Regions from separate parts of the Mus musculus genome. Here region 2 is linked to region 1. Evidence: chromatin contacts called from public Micro-C data. All regions are on one chromosome and are shown on one strand. The core of a region is the stretch at or near the end of the contact, and the rest is flanking DNA. Distances in the headings are between cores, read along the strand shown.

Region 1 (6,626 bases), core at 1,858-4,357:
AAATTAAGTTCAAGCTTTACTAGTCATACAAAATACTGTAGAAAGACATCTGTAGTATAAAGCCATCTTGTCATGTGTAGAGTATTGCATGGAAATCATTAATCAATTGACTTTGCAAGGAAACAACATAGAAGAAACAGCCTGGAGTGTAAAGTTAGCCACTTCCCAAGTACGGCTTTTGGGTAGCAAGAGATGAGATCCCTACATCTCACATCACAGAAAGGTACTGCTGAGGAGTAAGAAAACCTAATGCAACAGACAAAATCAATACAACCAACAGAGCAATTACCCTTTGTCTGATTTTAGCACAAGTTTCTAAGCATAAACAGTATAGAGTAAATGCCTTTGATTCTTAATGTTAAATTTTATGTTAAAAAATGAAATTATAAAGTCAAATTGAGAAAATATTGGCAATATTTAAAAATTATATAACATTTTTAAACAATTAAAAATATAAACCCCTTAATGGAAAAAAAAAACAAACCAAGGATATATAAACTGAATAGTCAAAAAAAATGAAACATAATGAAATGTTTTAGATATAAATTTAGTTTTGAACTTTAAAGAAGTTTTCCAAGTAAAAAGTACAAACTAAAACAATGAGATTTCCATATTTCTCCATCAAGATGGAAACACAATCTAACCCCACTGATGGTAAACTAAGAATTGTTATACTGGCTGGTAGAAAAGTAGTAATGGAACCATCTAGAGAACAATTTGGCCTAACTATAGTTTCAAGTCCCTAAAATACTCATGTTTAGCTTAATTACACAGATAGGAATTATTCCAAACACCTGAGCAACTGTACAATACACTGTGGACCACAACACTTGCATATGGTATCAGAACATCAGAAATAACAATGCCAGACCAAAAGATACTTAAGTAGATTATGCTAAACTCATAACTGCCCCTATAGGAAATGCTGAAGAATTAATTTTAAAGAAGAATTTATGATGTAGAAAATGTATGATAAACATTTGAAAATACAAGATAGAATAATTTTCTTTTTTATAACTAAGAAATAATATGCCTATTAGCACTTAATCTTGAATACAGTGGTTATTACAGGTGATTTTCTCCTTAATTGCTTCCTTGTTTTCTATTTTCCTGTGGTTCCCATTCCTGTGGAAGCATGGGGCTTACTATGTATCCAGATTCATCACACCTCTTTCACAGCTTTGGCTTTGCTCAGTTCCTTCTCAGATCTGTCAATAAAAAGGTTCAGTTCACTTATTTTATTCATGAGAGACTCTTTCTCATCATTGTTTTTACCATTTGATTTCTTAATGAAGTAGAGGTCATTCTGTAAAAAGAAGGGATGGTACGTATGCTTTAAACAATGAAATGAAGAGCAGACAGCAATATCTATGTCATGCATTAGGAGTTCCAACCTCTCACATCACTTCAAATTATTCAAAATTTCACATAAATTCAAAAGTATTAACACAGAAACGTTGTAATTTCCACCATTGATGTTTTGGGGTTACCCTGAGAGCAACAATTCTAAGAAGTGTTATGTATGGTTCCAATTCAGTCTGGTGTTGAAGGTGCTCACCACTCAGGAGGGGAAAGTGCTATATCTTCTCCAGTAGTGACTTGCTTGACAGGTTTAGAAACCTGGCCGCAGTCCTGAGGCGAAGAGTTTCATGGAAACAGTCTCCTGGAACTGTGGCATCCCATAGCACTCATGCTCCAATTTTGTCCTTGTGAATGGATCTGTGTGCTTCCTTTCAGTATTGTTTTATTATAGGTGCCTCCAAGCAATGACTTGCCAAGTACCTAAGCAAAGTCGAACTTTGCTTCCTGGCCTTCACCAATGCCCTAGGTAGTCCTTGAGCCGACCCCGGGCTTTGAATTCAGTAAGAATGTTACCTATTCAGAGACTTTCAGAATTGCCTCTAGTATTGTAAGAGAAATAGTGAAAGAAATCAGGCATTACTATCTACTGCAGAGATCTGATTGCAGAGATCGGCATGCCTGCCTCATGGGATTAAAGGTTTGTACCACCATGCCTGGTTCTAAATTCAGCTGGGTAGGGTCTTGCCCCAAGGTCCCACTCCCTTAATCTGTTATTTCCTAAAACACAGGATTTTGCTCCATTTCACTTCCTGGTATGCCTTTAATACTCGAACCATATATTTTATATTTTGCCTTTCTAAGCTTGCTATGCTTGTTCAACCTTCTCTTTGTGAGACTTAACCAGAGAACAAAGTCTCTGCTGGGCTTTTTTTGAAACTTCCTTTGTCAATGCAATTAATGCAATTAATCCAATTCTCTTTACCTTAGCCTCAGGCAGACTTGTCAGACAAGGGTAAAAAGTAGCCACATTCTTCACCAAAATACCACAAAAACAGTCTTTATGCCACATACTGAAATTCTTCTCCTTTGAAATCTCTTGGGCCAGGTCAACACAGTTCAAATAGTAGAGTTAGGGCAAGCTTAGCAAAGTAAGTCTAGAATTCTTATAGTTATGTATGGCAGACTACATTACTTATTAGTAGAAAGTCCCCCCACACTATCACTTAGAATAAAAGCCAGGTTGCTCCCATATACAGGAATTTACAATGGTTTAGGAAGTAGATCGGGCTGTGGTTTTAGAGTATTGCATTATTCATGAGAAGGTTAGCTAGAGCGGAACTCCCTAATTAGAACCACAACTTGGGCATGAAAGCCCTTGCCCTAGGAGTGTAAAGACCTCACACCTGACTTCTAAGACTATAGGTGACCTTAGATAGAGCTGACTTTGTCTCAGTTGTTTTATTGCCCAGTTCCTGCCAGTCTTTGTGTTTGCATTCCTCTGTTTTGTGTAAGAGTCATTAAGGATCCGGCAACCTCATTGTACCTTGCCAATGTGTCACCTAACTTCCCTATTTTCTTCTGTATAAAAAGTTTGATGCTCAATTTGACATTACATTCAGATTCAGCACACTCCCTCGTGTCCTGTCTGTCACCCCATTCTTGCCGACTCTATGCCCATCTGTCCGAGACTCTGATTCCCATGGATTGAGGGGGGCCGATTGAGCCCGGTCCGTGGCAGGAAAGGATCCTTTTGCTAGCTCATTACAGGGCACCGAGTGCTGGGTGATAAAAACACTGCTGGTCTCCAGAGCACTGATCCCTTGCCTAACAGTATGGCTCTGGGCTCAGGTGGCCTTAATTGCACATCTGTTTCCTCATCTCTGAAATAGAAATGGGAGCAACTCTTGGTCCAGGATTATTGTGAAATTAGGGATGTTACTGGGACAGCGCTCACAGGCAGTGTACTAAACACAGAGGTGCATGTGATCACATCTGCCTGGCAGGAAAAAAAAATGTTTGATAAGGTTCAACCTCACCAGACACACAGACAGGTCTTACATGCCAGGTACCACCTTTTTAGTTTTAAGAACTGACATTCCCCTTCCCACACATGATCCACCTTTGTTTTGTTAGTCTCCACTTGGTTCCTGAGTCAAAATTTCTAGTTATTATTCTAAGATTTAAAATTCTAAGATATTCATATTCTTCACACACACACCCATCCTCTCGACTCTTCTCTGCTTTTCTTATTGTTTATATTTCTCTGAAGTATTAAGACTTAAGATCTCAGCCAAATCATAAATGGAGGGAAAGTTTTGGCATAAATGGTGATTTCATAAAATTATATTTAGGACAAAATAATTAACTTAATGTTATTTGTGGGGCATTTAGGTGACTCAAAGGGGAAAAATGCTTGCTATCTAAAGATACAAGCCAAGAAGATGGATTCCCAGACCCTACATAAAAGTGGACAGAGAAATGACTCTGCAAGACTGTCCTCTGACCTCCACAAATGCACAGTGGCACACATGCCCACACATACACATCATAAATAAAATAACAAAATAAAGTAAACAGTCGTGTTAACATCATTTGAGCCTGAGGTTGGTTTCCCTTCTGGATAGTAAGCTCTGGAGAAGAGTGAGACCTCACTCACTCGAAGAAGCCCTCAGCCTTGACCCCTGCTGAGAACACATCTCCATGGTTTACCCAGCTTCAACTTGGAATTCACTTGCATTTCTGTGAGTTTGTGTGTGAAACAATAGGCATAGGTGTGCCGGGGTGGTTAGGAACCTGAAGACACTGAGGCTCCCCACACAGTGCAACTCAGAAGCCCACTCCTCATGATCTTTACAGTCCGGTTCTACTCTAAATTGTCAAACAGGACCATGTTTGGAGAGTACCTAGCATGCATTGTTTCTGCTTCCCGCCCCCCGCTCCCCGCCCTTTCTTGTTAGTTAATGAGAAAACACTCGGAGCATTAAAATAGCAGTACCACATAACCTTGACATTCAAATGTGTGCCTGATCCCAAAGCCTGTGCTATTTTCAAAAAAAAAAACAAGGTACCACTTGAAAGATGTCATAAAAATCTATGTCATAAAGCTACAAAGACTATGTCATCAAGCTACAAACCATGAACTTAAATTAAAAGCTGTCATGTTAAAATTAAATGTCTTGCTCTTAAGTAAATCAAGACAATTCTACTTATGACCACTAGAGGCCACTCATCACCAGCCTTTCCAACAGTGCTGAGGGCTGAGCTCATCCCTAGCCCTACACCCCAACCTCCAGCTCCAACCTGTCCTTTCCTTCGCCCTTTCTCACAATTTAAACTTTAACTGATGTTTACCTTACAACAAACATAATCAAATCCCTAAAAGTGAAGACTTTTCCCTTCTAACTGTCGTTGTTTCAAGCATAACTGTGAGGTTAAATGGGAACAAGGTCATTTAAAAAAGAAAAAGAAAAAAAGCTTCTTGATAGCATTTCAAAAATAAGAACTAATTCAGTTACTGTGGCAGAAATCAGACTTTCCCAACATTCTACACACTATGCTGTGTAAGAATTCTTTGAAGTCAAATGGAGTTTAAACCCTACCTCTCTGAACTCACTGTGCACCCCTGAACAAGTGTCTTAGCCTATAATAAGTATAATCATCTTCTTTACAAGGCATTTATAACAGTTAGGCAAAACAACATGGCAGAGACTTGTGATACAACAGTTATACGAATTAAATGCTCAAGTGAAGAGCATGGCATAGAAAGTATAGAAAGGCAAGCGTTCGTTGTGTGTGCGGGTAGCTGGGAATCACTCTGACCACATAGGGACCGTGTGGAACCCGCATCAGGAGATGGAAACACCACAAGAAAGGGAATTACATGGAGCTTCTTGATCTGGGATTCCAAAAGGGAAAGTGTGGATTTTTTCTCATCCATTGTCTTCTTAAGTTCAAGGATTTTTGCTTCAAGGGCTTGCTTTTCCTCTGAATTAATTTCTCCTTTTAATCGTGACATTCTGCGTTCTACTTGCTGAATGTAAAAATCCTGTTAATAGTTTTAAAAGAGAAGTTAGTGAGTGTATGCAAACACCAAGAGCCTCTCAGTTTAAATGTTGACGCAGCATCTGACATGTGCTCTTAACTTTGGTCTGGCATTATTAATTATTAAAGTAAAGTTGGTCCTCCAGCAAATCAGGATAAAATTCTTCCTAGCCTAAGGGGAGCAACAACACTGCTCAACAGTCAGCATGCAGGACAGCAACACAAACTTCATCAGAGAACAATTGCGGTGCCATCAGGGACCTTAGGAGATCACAGGATCTGAATAAATGAGGATTCCTGGTGGACATTTTTCAAAGGATAAAAAAAATAAGATAAAAAGAATAAAAAATTTTTAAAACTTAAAAAAAAAAACCCTGTCATGATAACCATGGAAACTCAACATATAATGAGTTGGTTTTTTCACTATATTTTAACATCTTTGATATTGTGTTATTGTGAAACTAAGAATTTTTTCAGATTAAGAAATTAAGATGTATGGGGAGGTGTTAGAAAATAAACATGAACATGAAGTAGGTATGTAGGCAAAACTAAGGGGCAAGCATTCCACTGTATTGTGCAGATAAAGTGGGTGGAAGACGCTCATGTTTGCAGACTTTAGTTTACTAAGGGACCCACTGCTCCAGGTCCTTTAACACACAGTCCTTTCTCCCTCCCCAGAGTGTTGGTCCCCTTGCCTTTTTTTCTTTTTAGATTAAAAATTACAGTAGTAGCTTTTAAGACCCTCTCAAGCCTCTATTATCCTAACATGGGAGCCAGCTGCCACCAGCTGAGTGTTTATCTAGGCTATCTTAGAACTCTTCATTTTCATGGGGCACTAGGATAACTCAACTACCAGAGGCACTAAAGTCCTTACAGGAGATACTCACAGAGAGGAGCACCTACCTGACTGTACATAATTTCCTGCTGCTTCAGGGTTTCAAAATCCAGTTTGTGTAACTGTTTGTTAAGATGTTTCAGGGAGGAACGGGTTCCTTCAATTTCTGATACCAGGGCTTTCTCTTTCGCTATCTCGTTCTGTAACTCTTGGACTTTCTTAAATAACACGTCTTTTACTATGCCCAATTGAACCTCCACTTCCTGAAAAGAAATTGTAGGAGTTACAACAGTTAGTTAAATTATAATAGTTTAAAATCTGTATTTACATGATCATTCAAATTTAGGAGCTCAAAAGTTCCCGTCAACATTTAGCCCTTGAAAATACAAGGTCTTCCCAAAGCTTGGCCAATCCCCCCACTCTCTTATCTCCAGTGCTGGTAGACAAG
Region 2 (6,787 bases), core at 2,583-5,082, 130 kb after region 1:
GGGCTTAAACACAAAAGATGCCTTGTGGTAACAAGGACACATGCTCAACTATGTTCATGCTGCAATCTTAACTGCTGAGCCATCTCTGCAGTCCTCAATTCCGTTTTTAAACATAAATACAGTAACAGTGTTTATCGTCCCCACCCTATTTCTCTTGAAAATGCAAAATAAAATGACTTTATACCCATAATAATGGTAAATACTGAAACCCTCACAAACCAGTCAGAGTGGCTCATGCCTTTAACCCCAGAAGTCAGGAAAGCAGAGGCAGGCAAATCTCTATGAGTTGCAGGACAGCCAGGACTAACAGTGAGACCCTGTCTCAAAATTCAAAAAAGAAAGAAAGGAAAAGAAAGTTTGACAACACTGTATATTGCTGAAGCTATGAAAATAATGGGTATCTACGTGTTTGTACTGGAGTGAAAGCATGAGACAGCCAAGGGTTCCTGAAGCACACTGACAGTGCTCAGTAACCCAATTTCCCATGCAAGAGAAACACACACATCAACAATTCCAACCCACCTAAAAGGAGTGAACTCTTCAACCAGCAAAGAATTCAAGTGTGACAGCAGCTAAGCTTGACACAAGTCTGAAGAAATGAGTATCAGCAATGAAATTAGATTCATTCAATAAAATATAACACCCCGAAATGGATCAATAGCCCTTTTGTTAATTAAATAAGCTGAAATTGATTAGAGGAAACACAAATGCAAAAATAAGAGAATTTATTTTATTGTAAACTTTTCACTTTATATTTTATTATAACTTAAATATTTTAGGATTGCTTATTTTAAAGGATTTATTTATTATTGTCTGAGTGCTTTGTACAGATGTGCCATATGCATTTGTATTTATGTGCACCATATGCCTGACGCACCAGAATAGAGAGTCAGATTCTATGGAGCAGAAGTTACAGAATGTGCTGAGCTGTCACACACCTGGCTACATGAAGAATTCTTATAAGTCAATATAAGAAAAAGATGTTCTCTTAGCTGAACGTGGTGGCACACGCCTTTAATCCCAGCACTCTGGAGGCAGAGGCAGGTGGATTTCTGAGTTCGAGGCCAGCCTGGTCTACAAAGTGAGTTCCAGGACAGACAGGGCTACACAGAGAAACCCTGTCTCGAAAAACCAAAAAAAAAAAAAAAAAAAGAAGAAGAAGAAAGAAAGAAAGAAAAAGATAATTTCCATCACACATACAGACCACATAGGACTAAATCGTGTTCCTTTCCTTTTACTACATGAAGTACCAAACACCAGCTCACTTCAGAACCACGGCCTTGCCCACCTCAGCAGGAATCATGTGACGAAGCTAAACAAAGAAATAACCTTTTATTTGTCTCTATTGTCACAGATTTGTCATTTGCTTGGAAAATAAACATATTCAGATGCTTCCAGCGAGAGGAAAATGTGTAGGTGCTTAGCGGCTTCTACAGACTTGGGAGTGGAAGTAATGAGGACAATTTAGAAATATCCACCAACGGTTGGGTTTTTGTTTTGTTTTGTTCTGTTTTATTTATGAATGCTGTGTTTTGCCTACACATATGTCTGCATACCTAGTACGTTTGAAGGTCAGAACATGGCACTATATGCCCCGGAACTGGAGTTACAAGTGATTGGGGAATCACTGTTTGAGTGCCAGGATGGACAAGCACCTATCTTCCCCCACGGACTCCCCAAATCAAATGAGTTGAATCCTGACTCGGCAATCCATTATCTAGGAATTTATCCCAAGAACAGAATGTAATGGCCAAACAGAACAGCATATATGAGGTTTCTTTTTCTTTTTTTTTTTTTTTTATATATGAGGTTTCTAATTGTGTTAATTGTACTAAAATATACCAACATCTCTGTGTGAGATTGAGAGTTGTTTTATTTCCTTTTTAAAATAAATTTTAAAGAATTAAAAGTCATTGTGTGTGTGTGTGTGTGTGTGTGTGTGTGTACTTACATGGGTTTATATGCAGCACATGAAGACCAGAAGAGGACCTTGGACCCTGGAGCTGGAGTTATAGATGTTGTGAATGTAGTGTGGTCCTTTTCAAGAGCAGGTCATGTGCTCAGTTACTAAGCCATTTCTCCTGCCTTCCTTCTTACTTCCTTAATGCTATGTGATTTTGTTTAAGGTTTCACAATAAAGATGTTTCATTTAAAAAAACAATTTCTACCAACAGTGTCAACTCTGGGAGCTCTCAGAGACTGACCCACCAACCAAAGAGCATACATGGTCTGGTCCTGGGCACATATCTAGCAGAGGACTACCTTATCTGGCCTCAGTGGACGAGGATTCGCCTAATCCTATAGAGACTTGATGCCCCAGGGAAGGGTGATGTGGGAGGATGGATGGGAGGGGGAGCACCCTCTTAGAGGTAAAGGGGAGGGGGATAGAGTGAAGAACTCTGGGAGCAGGGACTGGGAGGGGAATATTTAGAATGTAAATAAATAAAATAATTAATTAAAAAAATCTCCATTTAATAAGACAGTTATGACACAGACATATACATACACTCTGCATGATGAGTTCCGGGGAGTCTTGGGGAAGTGATTCATCCGCTAATAAAATTCATTGAGTGTCATTGTAGGCATAAATGACACCATCACATACCTTCACAAGCAAAGTAGAGAGGACCATGGAGTCTGGGTGTTTATATCTTCTCATAGAGGAGAGCAAATGTAAATGTGTTAATGAAGTAATAAGAAAAATAAAATTAGCTAATATGACAGGAGGTGAGGACGGGTTTACATTGTGTATCTGCGTGTATGTGTGTGTGTGTGTGTGTGTTCATATGGGTACCTGCATATGCACATGCATGTGGAGGCAGAGGACAATATCAGCCTTAGGCACTTATTTTCTCTCCCTGATCCAAGAATCACCAAGTAGGCTAGGCTGCCTGGCCAGGAAGCCCTTGAGAGCCACCTGACTCTTCACCTTGGTGCTGGGACTACAGGTGTGTGCCAGCACGCACAATGGTTTTCATGAGTTCTAGGCTTGGAGCACCCCAGCCCAGGCCTCGTTTCAGATTTCTATGACTCAAGTGTTGTATAAGCTGAGGAAGTAGATGTTTCCATGGAATGGAAAAAATGAGGCCCAAACCTTATGGAGAATGAACTTGCACAGAGGGGCTTTGGAATTGGGAAGCAGAGTGAGGCGGGCTTCACATGAAAGTTTAGGTTTTACTCTGACTGCAGAGGAATGCAATTTACAATTTGAAAGTATCTTTCTGTGTGCTGTGTAGAATATGGACACAGGGAATGAAAAAGAATCAAACAGCTTTTAACTTCTACTTCAGTCAAGAGCTGCTTGGCTAGACATGTGTTATTTGGTGTGTGTGTGTGTGTGTGTGTGTGTCTGTGTGTCTGTGTGTCTGTGTGTCTGTGTGTCTGTGTGTCTGTGTGTCTGTGTCTGTGTGCGCGTGTAGAGGTTAGACTAAAACTTTCAGAAGTGAGTTTTCTCCTTCTCTCTTGTTTTTAGTCTGGGTCTCTCTTGCTTCTGTTAGTGTGCATACTTCAAGCCAGCTGACCTGCTGGCTTCGAATGTTTGGATTCAAATGTGTGGAGAGCGTTTGGGGGCCACTTGGTAGGAATCTGACATTGGGCCAGGACAAGGAAATGGGCTTCAAGCAGGAATCTGACATTGAGCTATGACAAGGAAGTAAGGTTAAGCAAGAATCTAATTTTAGGCTAGAACAGGGAAGTAAGTTCAGGCAGGAATCTAATTTTAGGCTAGAACAAAGAAGTAGCTTCAGGCAAGAATATGACTTTGGGCTAGGACAGGGAAGTAGGCTTAGATATCTTGGTCATCCTGATAAGCCCTTAGAAACCATGATCACGGGAGTGATCATGGGACTTTGTTTATTGCCTTGCTTGTTCCTTGACTATTTGTGTTTATTGTCTTGCTTGTTCCTCAACCTAGAACTGATCTTAGTACTTGCATGTAATTAAAATGGTATAAAAGCAGATTAGGAAAAAATAAACCTGCCTCAGAACTGGCTGGGGTCATGTTACAATGTTGTCTAATTGACTTTTTTCTTTTTAATCCTCACTTCTGCGCTGGAGGGAGAACCTGTTGACTGACTGAGCTGGCTTGGTCATGCACGCTTTTGCATCTGGACCTTTTGGGGGGAGGGGGTTCCAGGCATCCCCAGCAAGTACCTTCTTCACCCAGGGAGTCGCCTCACTAGGCTTCAGATTAGAAAGAAATTTTGAAGATGAAGAAAAAGAATAACCAACTACCCACATTTGAAAGACAATCAGTCAAAAGATGGGACCATTTATGGTCAGGGTAAAGCCAGGTAGATGGGGGGAGTAACAGGGGATGCAGTCCATGGCTAGCCATTTAAGAAGAAATGAGATAACTGCATGAACATGGGGCACAGTGAGGCTCTAAGTACAGGATCCGAGCATCCTATGCTAGAGGATGGGTAGGATTCAAAGCCCGGATGGGATTACCTAAGAGGGGCATCAGGTGCAGTGAGAGAGCTGTGTGCTCAGAGCCCTGCAGCTTCCTCTCCAGCAGGCAGCCTTCTGGGGAGCAGGGAAACTCCGTGATTGTTTCCACACAATATAACAGATGATGATGCACATTTCAAACAGAGACTAGAAAACAAGGCAAACAGGTGCGAACAGGCAGCAGATGTTTATTCCGTATTTGTAACTGTTCACCATTTGAAAATAGCGATGATGAGGCCAGGGAGGTGGGTCTGCAGGGGCAGGTGATCGACTCTCACAAGTTCTCTGACCTCCATACAAGTATTCATGTCAAACACACAATAAATAAATGGACAAATGTAAAATAGTGATAATGTTGGTATTGTTAGATAGATAGAGGCTCAGTCAGTAAAGTGCCCACCTTGCATGCATGAGGACCTGACCCTGAACCCTGTTTATTTGTTTGTTTGTTTTAAAAACCACAAGTGGTGAAGAAGGCAGTCAGGAGGAAGATGCTAGGGCCACAGCTGAGCCACACGTGTGTTAAGGGTAGTGACAGTCCCAACAGCCAGTCTTGTAGAGGGTGACAGCCTGCATCACTCTCATAGCATACTGGAATAAAGAAAAAGAGAAGGGAGGGAAGGAAGGAAGGAAGGGCTATGACGTCATCCACTGAAATTGCTAGTAGTTCCCCAGAGAAGTCTGCTTAAAGTCTAAGCTATAATTGAATTTATAACAATTGCACATTTTTCTAACGTCACATTGTAGCCCAATTACATCACTTTTGTGCCCTGCCACCACTGTGGGACTTTTTACGAGTACTAAATTCTGTCCTGGTGTGGGAGTACACACATCCAGCACAAAAGAATCACGAGTTCTGAGCCAACCTGAGCAGCATAGTGAGTCTAAGGTCCACCCGTCTTCTTGTGGGCGTTGGAGGGGGTATATAAAAAATTCTGGCTACTTGAACTGTATCTCCATTCTGTCCCTTTGATCCACAGACCATTCACTAACACAGCCTCTGACACTGTAATCTGCCAGTACGAAGGACCCAGGGTGCCTTTTGTTTTGAGGTGGGGGTGGGGGATGGAGGGTTGGAGGGGGAGGGGTGGGGTGGGTGGAGAGAGGGGGTCCGGACTGGGGAATCAAAGTCAACTTGTAGACCCACTTGTTCTGCACTCAGCTGCGATTGGAATTCCCCTGTGGTTTGTATTGTTGTTAATTTGACCCTGTTTGCCTAGACTTTACTGTTTGGCTTTGGTTATCTGAGAGAAGCCCACGTCCTAGGGCTGTGGCTGGCTTCCACACCTGATTTGGTGGTCCGAACTTCGCTCATTGTTGTGACTGTTTTGCTAGGCTCACAGTGGGCGTGGCTTTTCTCCAACTAGCCCTCCGTTTAACTACCCCATGCTGGGGAGAGAGGTGTTACTGCTTCAGCACTGCGGCTGGTCTGCACTTAAGAAACTTGTTACAATTTGTCCAAACACACCTTCTAATGACAGGGATGGTGTAAAGAAGCTAATGACAGATCAGAGGCTCCAGCCTTGTAACCTCACACCTGTCAGAAGTGGCTGCCTACTGACCTGCAATTACGCTATTATGGGAATGTTCCACACTAAACTACTCTGAGAACTGGTGAAACTAACTTAAAGGTTTTAAACTATACTCTTCATGTATTCATTAACAACGCTCATGGGATGTCTATTCGGTGTAAGGGCTACAACAATCATCAGCAGATGAAGGCCAATAGCTTTGTGTGGAAGGCAGAAAATTAAATAATTTCTGCAAAATGGTACGGATGCTCTATTATAGCAAGTTCCAGGGGGCAGTGGGTATCCCTGGGGAGGAGCGTCTTGTGTATCGACTTTGAGGCGCCTTGGTGCCATTACTGATGGAGCAACTGAGATATGCATAATTTTATTGCCACTTGGCTTTTATGTATTCAATCTAGAAGTCTCTTCCTAAAAACAGATGAGATGGAAGCCTGCAGGTTCACTTCCTGTTAGTTTAAAACAATTTCTGAAACGGTACACTTTATGCAGTTTCTTTTGGCTCACAGATTAGGACACAGAAAAACTTCAAGAAGCTGTCGGGCCACCTGCCCAGCTTCAGGTGAGAACCCCTGGTGGCTCAGCTCACTGAACAGGAAGCGCAACACAGCGTGGTCGAGAGACTGGGGGAGGTACCAAGATCACTTTGTGCTCGCAAGGTAGCCAATCCAGCCCTGCAAGGGAATTCTTTAAGGGGACATTCTAATCCTTCTAAAAGGTTCCAGTGCCTGGCAACCTCCATAGGAATTCTGCCGGGCACCAAGAATCCCACAGCAAGTTCATCAACTACCTCTTTCCTACTTCACATC

What was found. Hi-C and Micro-C count contacts between places; a contact is called where the count stands out from the background.
Region 2: a contact with region 1 is called in a Micro-C map of trophoblast stem cells, with 7 times the contacts expected there. The contact joins two enhancer-like sites. A contact is called at or near these places in 3 of 39 promoter capture datasets (the HPC-7 cell line and second pharyngeal arch cranial neural crest), 1 of 15 datasets of contacts at CTCF or cohesin (embryonic stem cells), 11 of 484 Hi-C or Micro-C datasets (the Ba/F3 cell line, the G1E-ER4 cell line, Sertoli cells and 4 more), 1 of 115 datasets of contacts at active chromatin or transcription factors (embryonic stem cells) and 2 of 9 other capture datasets (embryonic stem cells and liver).

The regions. Positions count from the first base shown.
Region 1 is chr3:33,820,209-33,826,834 of GRCm38.p6, forward strand. Ccdc39 (coiled-coil domain containing 39) reads right to left here. Exons shown (of 20, transcript NM_026222.2): 10 at 6,247-6,441; 11 at 5,183-5,347; 12 at 1,169-1,306. Among named protein-coding and RNA genes, the nearest start is that of Ccdc39, 21 kb to the right of the region's middle. Within about 2 kb of position 3,108, at least 4 of the 459 cell types and tissues checked have an H3K27ac peak or open chromatin away from gene starts, as enhancers often do. A contact at or near this core is called in trophoblast stem cells, where this site is marked.
Region 2 is chr3:33,949,444-33,956,230 of GRCm38.p6, forward strand. No RefSeq gene overlaps it. Among named protein-coding and RNA genes, the nearest start is that of Gm23175, 6.4 kb to the right of the region's middle. Within about 2 kb of position 3,833, at least 5 of the 459 cell types and tissues checked have an H3K27ac peak or open chromatin away from gene starts, as enhancers often do. A contact at or near this core is called in trophoblast stem cells, where this site is marked.